Regions from separate parts of the Mus musculus genome. Here region 2 is linked to region 1. Evidence: chromatin contacts called from public Hi-C data. All regions are on one chromosome and are shown on one strand. Each heading gives the region's core, a stretch centred on a gene start, on an enhancer-like site or on the middle of the called end of the contact. The rest is flanking DNA. Distances are from core to core; before and after follow the strand shown. Region 1 overlaps Cdk14 (cyclin-dependent kinase 14). Region 2 holds the start of Pttg1ip2 (PTTG1IP family member 2).

Region 1 (2,700 bases), core at 67-2,566:
AAGTCTGAATATAGCAAAAATTTGGAGAAAAGGTAATTTAAAAAAACAATCAAGTAAAATATATCATTTCTTAAAGTTACTGAATTTATATCAGTTTTAAAAATTTAATTAAACACACACACACACACATACACACACACACATTTAATACCCTTACTGTGTTTTAACATGTTGCTAATGAATAAAATACTGAATAGGATTTGCCTAGTGTCAAATACTATTTTACTCTTCCTAGGAAGACTATATGTCTTTCACTATCTAACTTGTGCATGACATGTCCTCTGCTTAGCTAATGAATTCTGATCATTATCTGTTGCTTTGGTCTAACTTGGCCAGTTGCTAAGTGCTACGCATCACTCCTTGTCCATCAGCCCAGAGACTGCAGCACTACCACGTGTTGTGTTTGAAGACTTGTAATTCATGCTCACAGGCATGTTACCTTTGAGCGTTTATTCATGTACATTTTGCATATACTCTTATTATATGTTACCTGTAGTTTTAAATTGTTTTGAGCACACAGACATTGAAGACCAGAAATTATGATTATGAAGTGTCTACTCTACTTTTAAATGAACACATCCTCTACATTAACATAAAAAATCCCATACTCAACTTTGAAGTTGTTTCAATTTTGTATAAATATAAAATTCCTATTAAAATAAATCTGAGTCATCATAATTTCCAAATATTTTTATTAGTCACTTGTTTTTTCTCTTCTAAATTTCAGTAACTTCATTTTCTCGCTGGGGGCCATGTGTGTGTGTGTGTGTGTGTGTGTGTGTGTGTGTGTGTGGTCACTTGTTGCCAAATGTTTCTTATGCTCATCTCCTTGATAGAAATTATAACCAGTTTCAGATGGTGAGTTGATCATGTGCCAAGCCTACTAATTAGTTTGAAGTAAATATTGAGGGATATTTTACTCAAATTGTCCAGTATGACTGTACAAAGTTATTTATGGTATATTTGATTCATGTTTGAAATTGGCAGAGGCAAATTTTCCAATGTGTTCACCCTGGAATCAGGAAAGCACAGCTGAATTGTTCTGTAACCAAGCAGTGAGGTTTTATTTTTTTTTTTCTTGAAATCTTTTCAACAACCTCTCATTTGGCAAATTGTACGAGATCAACAGAAGGGAGGAGTATTAAATGTTCCACCTCACCGACTAGAGGTTGGCATTAGAGCTAAAAAGCATAATAGATTAGCCATGGCTGTTTATGCTTCTAAAAACCTGAAGGTTCACACTAAAGCAGCATCAAGTATTCCTGCTGAATATGTCAGATGCTGGGGAAGTTGTCGCTGCAAGTATTGTCCAAACTTTGAGGAAAAAAGGAAGCTGCTTTCTTTATAGGATTTCCTGTGATTTCACACACACCCTCAGCCCCGAGGAGAGATCATAGTGACAAAATAACAGAGAAGCAGAAGGGAGAAGCTGCCCTTTGTCTTTTTTTTTTTTGAATCACAAGCAGGACAATGATTTGCTTTTTGGATATACATGGGTCTGAATTTCTAATCCATTGAAAATTCTAGAAATACTAAGAATGCAAGAATTAAAGTGATTTCCTGCATGCTTTGTGAACCAGAGCCTTTTTTATGTTCACTGTAGAAAGAGCTACTGCTTTAAAGCAATACGTTTAAGTTTTTGAGAGATATGACACTGCCTCTGATCATCATATTCTGTAGATAAGGACTTGCACTTTTACACTCACAGAACTTGAGAAACCTGAAGTTCATTTGCCCCTAAATGTATTGAAATAATTTAAAAAGCAAACTCTGATTTGGAAAACAGACTTCTTGCTAGGTACCATGGCGAACATCTGTAAACCCACCCCTGAGAAGTCAGAGGTAGGAAGATCATTGTTTGAGGCCAGTCTGGATTGGATACTGAGTTCCAGGCTATCCTGGGCTATATAGTGCGACCCTGCTACAAACAAAGCAAAAAAACAAATACAAAAACAAACAAATGAAAAAACAAAATAACAACAACAACAACAACCCAACAACAACAAAAGGTGAGGGGAAAGATGAGAGGTCTTTACCTACACGTACTCACACGTACTCTAAATTGATCCCTCCTTTATGACCATAACACACATTTTTTAGACTTCAGTCCTTAAGTCTTGATGTCTTTCAGGCTTCAAAAGTCTTTCTCTAAACACATTACATTGTGGGAGAAAATGTATTTGTAACATAATGGATTTTTTTTTCCAGACATCTCTTGCGTTCATGAGACTTTTGATTAGTCCTATTTTGGAGTTTTGGCCTACAGGCTTCCTTCCTCTGGTGATGAGGAAGAATTCTATGGTATTTAGGAAAATTATATTAACACTGCTTCCAATATACCCTTCTCTGTCCTTTTTTTTCCTAAATGTGTTATTAGCAGGTCAAATATATGAATGGGATTATAAATGGTCCCTTTTTCTTAAAAAGAGGAAGAACACATTGGCATAAATTTAGCTCTCTTTGCTATTTTCTCATAATTGTTACCAAGTTTCTATGTAGTGAAGATGTTTTATTCATCTTATGAATTTTTAAATATTTCACTCCTTTAAGATTAATAAAGTGACACAGACTTTTCAGATGACTTGCCCAAGAAATGGATCAACAAAGTCTAATTTTCTCCTTCTCACGAGCTATTCAAAAATTAATATTTTTAAAATTAAGTATTATATGCTCTCAAAGTGCACCTCAGCACAACTAATT
Region 2 (2,700 bases), core at 2-2,501, 360 kb before region 1:
GAAGCACACTTCCTGAGATGACGGAAGGGTGTGTGTGTGTGTGTGTGTGTGTGTGTATGTATGTATGTATGTATGTATGTATGTATGTGTATGTATGTAGCAGCTAACTCCAGTTGCTTTCCAAAGGCACTAGCAATTCACAGTTGTGCCAAAGGTGGCTTGCCCCACATGTCCAGCAGCAGGGTTAGTTTCCTTTGTAAACGGTTGCCCACCCGATGAACACAGCATCACAGTTCATTACTACTCTTTTTTTTTTTTTGTACTAGCTATGATTTTTTCCCCTCGGGATTTATTTCCTACTTGGACTTTACTTTTCTATAAATGGGCTCTTGATATCCCTGCTCATTTTCTCATTTTGCATTTGTGTCTCCCCTGCTTGTGAGAACACATTTCATATTACAGCAAACAGTGCTCTGTTTCATGTCTGCCTAATAGACAAGGAAAAAACCGAATTCTTGATCATGTCTTTCCTCCTTTCTTACGGGTCAATAGTAGATACTTCATTAGTAAGTCACAATATAGATCATAAATATGTGAGGAATATGGGAAACCATTCCATCATCCATTTTTAAAAACAAACAGAATGGTCATTGCTGAAGGACACATTGCCATCGTCTCCCATCACTTAGCGTTCACTCTCCATGCTCACACGGAGTCAGGAGTGCTCCAGGCCCAGTCGTTCTGGATCAACCTCCCCCAATGCCTGCCTTGTCCTTTAATTGTGTACAATTATTATATATCTGAAAGTTCATTTTTTTAAAACATAGATTTACCTTAAAGGGGAAAGTTTATATCCTTGTCATTGTATATTTTAACTACTAAAAGATTATGAAAATAAGAGGTTCATCTGTATACTACCTAAAACACACCATATGTTGACCAACTGCATTAGAACACACCAACTGTCCCAGCCAAGTCAAGGGCAGGACTAGAAGTTTTCAGACAGTGAGTTTCACAGCCTCCTGTGTACCACACCGAGCAGGGTAAGATCGTAGAGATTCATTTATATCTGAGGCATGCTATCCTGAATGGCAAACCACTTTATATATTATGGACATTGGAAATTAGAACTTAGTCCTTTCATCAAAAATCAACAATATGTCAGAAAAACAAAACAAACAAACCAAGTAGGCTTTGAGGGCAGAGAAAGAGACCTTGATCAAGTCCAGCGGACAAACTGCACGTGGTATTCAGGGCTTGAGACTAGTGCACACCCGGAGTGTGATCTTGAAGTTCTTATTCTAGCCAGAACATTCTAAGATTCTGCTAATTATGCTGGCATGAAAGGGTCAGAACAGGAGGGCCCAGCGCCCAGGGCTGGGCAGGTTCCCTGAGCAGGATTATCCTGTCTAGTCCGGTACCCAAAGGGGGAGAGGAGCCATGTGCTGGCTGAGGGCATGGAGCCACATCCTCCTGCCCGTTTTCCTCTCTGTAGCTCTCATCCAGCTGATTTTCAACTTATCTGACCATAAGACTAAAACCCACCATCACTGGAAGCGGAAAATCGAAGCAAAATACGTTGAAAAGGGTGAGTGACTTGTGAAATCAGGCACAGTGCTATGGCTGTACCCCACTGGCTTTTTGGTTGGGGTATCCTGACTGGCTCAATTGTCCGTTTCAAAATTTGCCTTTTGGTGGTGGTGGTAAGACATGTTTAAGGGAGCTTTATGTTTTGGGGGAAATCTTGTTAATATTGGACTTGTTCTTCCTTTTACTACCTAAACTGTATTGATGAGAGCTGGAGGTATAAACTGGCTACCCGTTTTAATATAAAAAGAACTTCAGGGCTGGCAAGATGGCTCAGTGTTAAGAGCACTGACTGCTCTCCCGAAGGTCCCGAGTTCAAATCCCAGCAACCACATGGTGGCTCCCAAACCATCCGTAATGAAATCTGATGCCTTCTTCTGGAGTGTCTGAGGACAGCTACAGTGTACTTACATATAATAAATAAATAAAAAAAAAAATAAAAAAAATAAAAAAAAGAACTTCAAAGAAAAGTGACCATTTTCTCCATCTTGACAACTCCCTCATTGCCAGAGGCCAGACATGTTGCTTGGGGGACCTCTCATACTTATTCTGGTTCCTATGTGATTTTAGGGTTACCAGGAAAGACAGATTAAGATAAAAATTACTTCTGGTCAAGAGGTTGGAATTTATGGCTTGGGTAGAGACCCAGCATTCCATTTGAGGGGGCTATCCATCAGGCCAAGGGGCTATCCCTAGGAAGCCAAGCTAGAGAGAGAGACAAAACACTTAGTCCCTTCCTGAAATGATGTAATTTGTTTTCCCAGAGTACCTGCCCAGGTGCAGCAGCTCACAAAGCTGCACGCGTGAATCTCAAGTCTGACCACTTCTCCTGAACTCTTTACATCTCTTTTTTATAAGCGTGCTTTCCCCAACACTTTGGGCTCCTGACTTCTCTAAGGCCTCTCCTATTCCCACTGTGAGGCTGTGTGTCAGCCATGTATCTGACCTCCATGCTGGATCAAATAGCATGTCCTTTTTCCTTCTTTTCTCCATTGTCCTTCTTTGGCCAACTACTGAGATTTATAGCTTCCCTCCCTTGGGCATTGTTTTGTTCTTTTCCTTTTTAAAGATTTACTTATTTATTGTATGTGAGTACACTGTGCTGTCTTCAGACATATCAGAAGAGGGCATTGAATCCCATTACAGGTTGTTGTGAGCCACCATGTGGTTGCT

The links. A called contact is a pair of places that touch in the nucleus more often than the background predicts.
Region 2: a Hi-C map of muscle stem cells shows a contact between it and region 1, with 2.1 times the contacts expected there. The contact joins the promoter of Pttg1ip2 here to the enhancer-like site in region 1. A contact is called at or near these places in 7 of 39 promoter capture datasets (the 3T3-L1 cell line, cranial neural crest, embryonic stem cells and 3 more), 2 of 484 Hi-C or Micro-C datasets (adipose-derived mesenchymal stem cells and muscle stem cells) and 1 of 9 other capture datasets (macrophages).

The regions. Positions count from the first base shown.
Region 1 is chr5:5,113,912-5,116,611 of GRCm38.p6, reverse strand. All of the region lies in intron 6 of Cdk14 (cyclin-dependent kinase 14), which reads left to right. Among named protein-coding and RNA genes, the nearest start is that of Gm30151, 260 kb to the left of the region's middle. Within about 2 kb of position 1,316, at least 7 of the 459 cell types and tissues checked have an H3K27ac peak or open chromatin away from gene starts, as enhancers often do. A contact at or near this core is called in muscle stem cells, where this site is marked.
Region 2 is chr5:5,477,694-5,480,393 of GRCm38.p6, reverse strand. Pttg1ip2 (PTTG1IP family member 2) reads left to right here and starts at 1,251. Exons shown (of 7, transcript NM_001200025.1): 1 at 1,251-1,528. The coding sequence starts at 1,381. Gm30325 (a long non-coding RNA gene) reads right to left here and starts at 1,227. Exons shown (of 5, transcript XR_868230.3): 1 at 1,125-1,227.